Linked DNA regions of Mus musculus: region 2 is linked to region 1. The links are chromatin contacts, called in public Hi-C maps. All regions are on one chromosome and are shown on one strand. The core of a region is the stretch at or near the end of the contact, and the rest is flanking DNA. Distances in the headings are between cores, read along the strand shown. Region 1 overlaps Fndc3a (fibronectin type III domain containing 3A). Region 2 overlaps Fndc3a (fibronectin type III domain containing 3A).

Region 1 (4,369 bases), core at 1,171-3,670:
GTGTTTTGCCTTCATGTGTGCTTATCTATGTGTCTGGTGCCTGTGAAGGTCAGAAGAGAGTGTTGGATCTCCGGGACTGGAGTTATGGATGCTTGTGAGGCACCATGTGGATGCTAGAAACTGAACCCAGGTCTTCTGTAAGAGCAACAAGTGCTTTTAAGTCCTGAGTCACCCCTCCAGCCCCTCTAAGTATTATCTTAATCATAATTCATGAACACTAATACTATAAGCCACGTTTTAAATGTACTTTTTCTCTTCATAATCATTTAATCAAGCAACTAAATTTAACATTACCCATTTTCCGGAGAGAAAATGAGGCAGAGGGAACTTAACTTTGCTCAAGTGGTTCAGTTGGAATTTAAAAGCTAACAGTTTCATTTCTTAGGATATACATCACATGAACATTGAAATGCTTCTCACTGTCAGTAACTGCCATGAGTCATTAGATCTTGTCTTTAAGGAAATTAAGTCTACCTTTGTTTTTATTTCCTTGAAAAACATAACAGAAAGCAGGACCACAATTCTAAATTTAAGTAAATGCTACCTATTAATTTGCTAAACAGCATTTGTGAGATCCTCTTTAAAATCTCTATTTAGAAAGGCTTCATTCAAAATACATTTCTGCTCTCTGGAGAAAGGGGAACAGTTGTACACTAATGGTCACTTTATTCATTAACTAATTCACATAAACCAGTAAACTAGCCTTCTAAATTGTAAGATCCGCCCTAGATATTATTTATAAAATGTGGAAATTGGCTGAGAACTAGAGATTTTATTGAAAATTGCATTTGTTTACTTAGTCAAGGAAACTTTACTGAGCTCTATGTACTAAGCTTAGACTGCAGGCTCTTTGCACCCACTGCCATGCTGAACCTTGTGTCAAGTCATTAATGCCAGACAGAGATTGATGAAGATGATGTGGAAATGAAAGAAAGCAGACAGGCATCTTCAAAGCAGAACAACTAAACCCGGTGTTCTGTTTCTCTGTGGCTATTAGAGCAGTAACTTTCAGGCGATGCACCCACACTCCCATCTCAGCCTCCACAATGCTAGGATTACAGACATGTGCCACTGGACTCAGCTCACAGTTTACTTTGATAGCTGCTGGAACAAGTCATCATTTAGTTTCACAAAGGACTCCTTTATGACGTGATCACTTTGACTACTTAAGTAAATTTTCTAGTTCGGAGGCAGAAATGCCACACAGTTAGATTTTAAAAAGATAATTTATCAGTGCTATGTACATTTATCTAAAATAATGGTGGGATATATTCAACACTGAACACAAACCTGCCACACCCCCAATACATAGACAGTAAACACAAGTACTGATATTCAGATCCACAATGCTGGCAGCACCATGTTGCTTGTCCTGCATCAAACTCTAAACCCTGGACACTCACTGACACAATGCCTGACTACCTCTCAGGTCCAACAGTACTTTCTAACTCAGAAAGTTCTAGAAAATTAACTGCAAACTGTCTTAAATTTGTATGCAGCAAAGCAGACTGTGTCCAGGGAAGAAGCAAACCTGTTATAGGAGTACATAACATGTCCACCTGGCACAAGAAAGCTGTACCTGAACAACTGTAGCTACACCTAACAGCTCCTTCAGAATTGACAAGCTTTAGGCAAAAGCTACCCCAAAGCAGAGTGATTACATTACTGTTAAGGGCCTACTTATTTTTAAAATCTGCAAAAGTGGGTACAATTCTGTTTGTCATTTGCCTTAAATATGAAAAACTTCCCATCCCAATTCTTAAAGGTACCATCAATGATTTATACCTAGTTCATTTTACCTAACATAAACTAAACCTATCGTCTTTCTTAATCTACCATTCATATTCAATTTTTTCTTTATTTCTTTTAGAAAAAACCCAAAACTACAGATTTGTCTAAGCATTTAAAATTAAATAAACAACGGACTGCTGACTGCTGACTCCTGCCGCACACAATGGCTTCCAAATTACCTGATGCCAATTTTCTGATCAGTCTTAAAAGAGAAAAGACGAAAAAAATCAAGAGGCCAGCCAGAATGGGGCATGCTATGAGATTTAAAATCACTCTAGCTCATAGAGTCTACAATTTTCATAACCACATAACAATATGTAGTATTTCTAAAGCGAACAGATTTGGCACTAAAAACACACAACACGGCTTTAGGTTAATACAAAAGCTTCCTATGTTTTCAAATAAAAGCGAATGTTCAAAATCAGCAAATCTTACCACTCATTTTGTTTCTACAGGAGCAGCAGCCAGCGAACAAGAAAACCCAACAAGGAAACGGCGTAGTACACGTTAGCAGCTTTAATTGGAGAACAGTTTCGCTTTTTTTTTTTTTTCCTCAAAGCTGGTAAGAGGAAAAGATCCTTTGACCGAGTCACGTGACCGGTATCACATGACCCGCAGTGAACCGGGAAAGACCGGGAGAGGAAACAGCGCAGAGGGTACGCTGGGGCGCTACTGAAACAAAACACTTAAAGGCTTCTTCAGCTGCTTTCCTGACTGCAACGCGTTCTGCCTTAAGAGCCAAAGTAAACCCTAATCAAAAGAACCTGGTGGATAGGCACGCGATGGAAAACCATCCTCTTTGTGTTCGCGGTTTGACTAACGCAGCCTGCTGCTTTTTCACATAGAAAGATTGGGGTAAAATGAATTCAAAGCCTTGATCCAAAATATGAGTGTATAGTTTGTGATCATTTCATGCTCGATACTCAAGCTATGCCTATAACACACAGAGAATTGCCCACACAATAGAATTAAATGACAAGTTCCTTACAGGTGGAATATATTTCAGGCTTGTTTTGTTTTTCCTTAAAAGCTAATGAAGGCTTCTGCTTTTATAGTCAGTGTACTTTGTTTTTAGTGATTATTTTAAAAATAGAACTTACTCTTGACATTAAGGAAAGATCCTTGGTGGATAGTATTCTTAAAGCAGGAATGTGAAAAATACTCAGTTAATTGAGGTGAAAACTTATTCTTTTGGAAAAAAAATACGCCCCGTAAATTACTTAAGAGGGCATATAAGTTCAGAGGAACTTTATCAACTGCTTACATACACAAGCAATGGCTGGGATCTGTGACACGCACCACAGTGGGGAAGATGGATTTGGGTACTAGGTGATACTAAAAGTTAAAATGAGCTCCGATACTTACTAGCATGGCAAATGTACTACTATTGGGCTCTGTCTCCTGTGGAAAGGTTAAAATGATCAACCTCAAAGCACTGTTGCAGAATCAAGTTAGACAAACTAGTACATGAAATACACTGTTTAGGACCTCTCAGTAACTGATAGTTATTGTAAGTAAAAGTATGATCGCTGACTCTCAAAACTAAAGATTACACAGTGAGACGAACCATGTGGAGTGTCCTACTTGTTAACGCAAACTGAGGTATCATTACTAGAGAAGCTGAGGCAGGAGCAGATAAGTAACTTGAGGGTACATAGGCAAAGGCAGGGTTGCTTCATATAATCACATGTTAAAGGCCAGGCCCTATTTAAAGGCCCAGTGTCTTTCCTGAAGAAGAAAAAAAAAAAAAAAAAAAAAAAAAAAACCTGGCAGGACACACCCCTGGCAACTTGACTCAATAAAAGCAAGTCAGAGGCCAGAGGAGAAGAGACACTGGTTTAAAGTGGAAAAGGGTAATAGCTGACCTTTTATTCCATTATGAATGCATTTCCCCTGAGGCTGTGGGATGGGCGCTTACTTCCCTGTTCTCTCTCACTGCGCCACTCTGCCCTCCTATGCTATTTTGACAGTCAGTGAGTTGTTTTTTTTTTTTTTTTTCTTTCTGCCCCAACACTTGCTGTCAGGTCAATGACTTCAATGTCCAAACTCTAGATCTATGATTTCTCTGCTCCTTTTCCTGCTGTGTTCTTAAAGCTTGAACTTATTTCTTACAACTATAAGTACATCCTGTTTCACAGCTAATCTTACCAAAATCACTATAGAGAGACCTAATACTCTTCGTTTAAATTACTATTCTTAGACCTGACCTTGATCAAACCGTACCTTATTTCACAGCTCAAATTTTTTAGGATTTTCACAGCATCAGCAGATTCCAACGCTGCACAGTCGTTGCCTCGGCTAGTTGGTTAGACAATATTTGATGGCAGCCATTAAGCACACTGAAGTGACTTCCCTAAACCTAAGCAGTAGAGCCCAGTGATGGACACTGCTCTCCATCGAGCCAGGTTGTACCACTCAGGTTTCTGCTCCTCCTAAGGTTGCTTTTATTCTTATCTTTACAGTCTTCTAGTTGAGAAGGATATTAATGGTAGACTACTAGTTCTAGTTGAGAAGGATATTAATGGTAGACTACTTCGCTAGCCTAACAATGCACAACATCCTAGATCTGATTCCAGTA
Region 2 (4,378 bases), core at 1,472-3,971, 79 kb after region 1:
CTACAAGCCTAATAGTATTAAAAAAAACAACAACAACAAAAAAAAACCCTCATTAAAGAAAGTTCTCTTTGAAACAAATAAGAGACTATTACATAAAACCACACAGATCAAAATGCAGAGAAGCAGAGATTAGTCATGTGATACCCGTTCCCTACTGATATATCTAGAGCACAACTTCCCAACCTAATGCACAGGGATCATTATGTAAAAAGGGGGCAGAGGGAGGGTGAGAGCAGAAATAGGAAGGTTGTTGTGAAACTGTGTCTCCTAGAAATAAGCGCCAGGGAGACTACATTCATCAAATCTCACCAATGTGGCTTCCTAAACAGGACCCGAACAATGACAACACCAATCAAACAGCAGGGGAAAGCAAGAGGTCCCCCTCCAGCCCCCCCGCCCCCCCCCCCGCCACAGCCAAAGATCTATGGGCAAGGACTGGGAATGCCTAGTCGGGGATAAGTCTCCTCCAAGAAGACTTCCCCAATAGGTTATCCAGCAATCAAGTGGTCAGCCTGTCAGCCCTGAAGTCATATCCATACAGACAACATAATACAGACTGATCAGTGTGTACATGTCTCTGTGTGTGTAGTTTCACACATTTAACAATAAAAGGCATGACTTTGAAAGACAGCAAGAGCCTTATTTATAATAGCCAGAAGCTGGAAAGAACCCAGATGCCCCTCAACAGAGGAATGGATACAAAAAAATGTGGTACATTTACACAATGGAGTACTACTCAGCTATTAAAAGGAATGAATTTATGAAATTCCTAGGCAAATGGTTGGACCTGGAGGGCATCATCCTGAGTGAGGTAACACAATCACAAAAGAACTCAAATGATATGTACTCACTGATAAGTGGATATTAGCCCAGAAACTTAGTATACTCGAGATATAAGAGACAATTTGTAAAACACATGAAACTGAAGAAGAACAAAGACCAAAGTGTGGACACTTTGCCCCTTCTTAGAATTGGAAACAATCACCCATGGAAGGAGTTACACAGACAAAGTTTGGAGCTGAGACAAAAGGATGGACCATCTAGAGACTGCCATATCCAGGGTTCCATCCCATAATTAGCCTCTAAACGATGACACCATTGCATACACTAGCAAGATTTTGCTGAAAGGACCCTGATATAGCTGTCTCTTGTGAGACTAGGTTGGGGCCTAGCAAACAAAGAAGTGGATGCTCACAGTCAGCTATTGGATGGATCACAGGGCTCCCAATGGAGGAGCTAGAGAGAGTACCCAAGGAGCTAAAGGGATCTGCAACCCTGTAGGTGGAACAACATTATGAACTAACCAGTACCCCGGAGCTCTTGACTCTAGCTGCATATGTATCAAAAGATGGCCTAGTCAGCCATCACTGGAAAGAGAGGCCCATTGGACTCACAAATTTTATATGCCCCAGTACAGGGGAACGCCAGGGCCAAAAAGTGGGAATGGGTGGGTAGAGGAGTGGAGGGGGAGGGTATGGGGGACTTTTGGGATAGCATTGGAAATGTAATTGAGGAAAATACATAATAAAAAAAATTAAAAAAAAAAAGACAGCAAGAGGGGGAAGGGGTGTGTGAGAGGGAAAAAAGGGGGAAATGATATATCAATATTACAATTTCAAATGAATAAAATTATTAAACTAACACAATCTATTAATAACTGGGTGTAGTAGTACACACCTTCAATTTCAGCACTTGGGAGGTACAGGCTGAGAGATCTCTATGAATAATCAGATGGCCAGGTCTACATAGCAAGTTCTAGGGCACTCCAAGCTACACAGTGAGACCGTGTCACAAAAACCAAAAACAAAAACTTACTAGAAAGAAGGCAAAACCAAAACAGGTTCAGCAGCCATGATAGGGATAAGAAATGCCTGTCACTGTTTCTGTAAAAGCTGCACTATATGTCAAAAGAGTCCTCTGCAATCCGTCAGCTAAGCCCACTACAGCCAATACAACACAGAGGTAGATAAAAGCATTTCTGAGGGAGAGGTAATCTTAGTAATCAAACATAAGAAAGTTAATTTGATTCCAAGAGATACAAGAAAAACTTGACTGAGAAAGTCAAGACAACAGAAGAGAGTATCTGTTGCCTTGGAATTCCCACACCATTCCTGCATGCATGCTCCTCTGTCTGTAGTGTGCTCCTTTTCCAGGCACCTACTGATGCCTCGTCTCGCAGGCAAGCTCTGACTTAGTCAGGTTTTGAACCAGTATTAACAACATACACTGTCACCTTTATTGTCTGTTTATCTTCAATTATTATCTGCTGTACATTTTTTAAGATTTAATTTTATGCATATGAGTGTTTTGTGTGTATATATGTAAGTGCACTGTGTATGTGTGCCTGATATCCCAAAGCCCAGGACACTGGGACTAAGGACAGTTGAAAGCTACTATATGGAATGGTGGGAACTGAACCTGGACCCTCTTCAAGAAAAGTAAGTGCTCTAAATGGCTGTGTCATCTCTCCAGCCTATGCTGTATGGTTTTATATATTCTACCACAGCTATTGGACCACCATCCCAGATTAATGCTTTAGTGTGTGCTGTTCTCAACAGCCATTTGTACTACTGCTGCTATTCACAGCCTCAGATTCTATGGAACTTTACCAGTAAAATCTCCTTTTTGAGAGAAGAAAAACAAGACCTAAGTCTTTGTGGTTATGGCTCAGCCTGGTAGTGTGTCTTCTCTCCACAGAATACAGTTATTACCAGGCAACCAGGGCAACAGAATACAGTTATTACCAGGCAACCAGGGCAACAGAAGAATACAGTTATTACCAGGCAACCAGGGCAACAGAATACAGTTATTACCAGGCAACCAGGGCAACAGAATACAGTTATTACCAGGCAACCAGGGCAACAGAATATAGTTATTACCAGGCAACCAGGGCAACAGAATACAGTTATTACCAGGCAACCAGGGCAACAGAAGAATACAGTTATTACCAGGCAACCAGGGCAACAGAATACAGTTATTACCAGGCAACCAGGGCAACAGAATACAGTTATTACCAGGCAACCAGGGCAACAGAATACAGTTATTAACAGGCAACCAGGGCAACAGAATACAGTTATTACCAGGCAACCAGGGCAACAGAATACAGTTATTAACAGGCAACCAGGGCAACAGAATACAGTTATTACCAGGCAACCAGGGCAACAGAATACAGTTATTACCAGGCAACCAGGGCAACAGAATACAGTTATTACCAGGCAACCAGGGCAACAGAATACAGTTATTAACAGGCAACCAGGGCAACAGAATACAGTTATTACCAGGCAACCAGGGCAACAGAATACAGTTATTACCAGGCAACCAGGGCAACAGAAGAATACAGTTATTACCAGGCAACCAGGGCAACAGAATACAGTTATTACCAGGCAACCAGGGCAACAGAATACAGTTATTAACAGGCAACCAGGGCAACAGAATACAGTTATTAACAGGCAACCAGGGCAACAGAATACAGTTATTACCAGGCAACCAGGGCAACAGAATACAGTTATTACCAGGCAACCAGGGCAACAGAATACAGTTATTAACAGGCAACCAGGGCAACAGAATACAGTTATTACCAGGCAACCAGGGCAACAGAATACAGTTATTACCAGGCAACCAGGGCAACAGAATACAGTTATTAACAGGCAACCAGGGCAACAGAATACAGTTATTAACAGGCAACCAGGGCAACAGAATACAGTTATTAACAGGCAACCAGGGCAACAGAATACAGTTATTAACAGGCAACCAGGGCAACAGAATACAGTTATTACCAGGCAACCAGGGCAACAGAATACAGTTATTACCAGGCAACCAGGGCAATATGCTGTGGTTAACTCATTAATAGATTCATATTGAAGTCAGTGACTGGCCTCAGGCAACATATGTTAACAAAAATCTATCAGGGACTCATGAAAGTACATAAGTATCTGCCACAGCTGTGATTAGTGTGGGGGAAAATAAAACCTTACAGGACTTCCATCTGACCCTGAAAAGCAAGTCAGCAAAAAGAAGGTGAAGCTTAAGAAGGTGTGTGAGCACATATGAAAACAAAAACCAAGACAAAACTTTCCTAGGGGAAAGCAAAAACAAAAGCCTACTTCTACTGGTTATTCAATAGCAAAGACAGCAGCCCTTTAGGCTAAAAAATCCACAATGACAAAGACATGAGGTAAAACATATTTCTGTTTCCTTACCTGTTGTGTTCCATCTGCACTTACAATAGGGGCAGACAGAAGAGAGATGTCGCTACTTAAAATCTGAGCTGTGTCTAGCAAAGGCGGGTGTTCTGCCATTATCAATAAGGCATCAATATACCGGAAAGCCCTCCAACTCTGCAAAACAAAAAGACATAACCACTGAAGTATACATCCAG

The links. Hi-C and Micro-C count contacts between places; a contact is called where the count stands out from the background.
Region 2: a Hi-C map of B cells shows a contact between it and region 1, with 1.9 times the contacts expected there. The contact joins two enhancer-like sites. A contact is called at or near these places in 3 of 39 promoter capture datasets (the 3T3-L1 cell line, the C10 cell line and frontonasal cranial neural crest), 9 of 484 Hi-C or Micro-C datasets (B cells, the C3H10T1/2 cell line, the HPC-7 cell line and 6 more), 7 of 115 datasets of contacts at active chromatin or transcription factors (the 230-238 cell line, CD8 T cells, bone marrow-derived macrophages and 2 more) and 3 of 9 other capture datasets (adipose tissue, liver and pancreatic islet).

The regions. Positions count from the first base shown.
Region 1 is chr14:72,600,696-72,605,064 of GRCm38.p6, forward strand. All of the region lies in intron 3 of Fndc3a (fibronectin type III domain containing 3A), which reads right to left. Among named protein-coding and RNA genes, the nearest start is that of Fndc3a, 110 kb to the right of the region's middle. Within about 2 kb of position 2,421, at least 368 of the 459 cell types and tissues checked have an H3K27ac peak or open chromatin away from gene starts, as enhancers often do. A contact at or near this core is called in B cells and memory CD8 T cells, where this site is marked.
Region 2 is chr14:72,679,435-72,683,812 of GRCm38.p6, forward strand. It overlaps Fndc3a (fibronectin type III domain containing 3A), which reads right to left. Exons shown (of 26, transcript NM_207636.2): 2 at 4,200-4,337. The coding sequence starts at 4,298. Among named protein-coding and RNA genes, the nearest start is that of Fndc3a, 28 kb to the right of the region's middle. Within about 2 kb of position 2,722, at least 14 of the 459 cell types and tissues checked have an H3K27ac peak or open chromatin away from gene starts, as enhancers often do. A contact at or near this core is called in B cells and memory CD8 T cells, where this site is marked.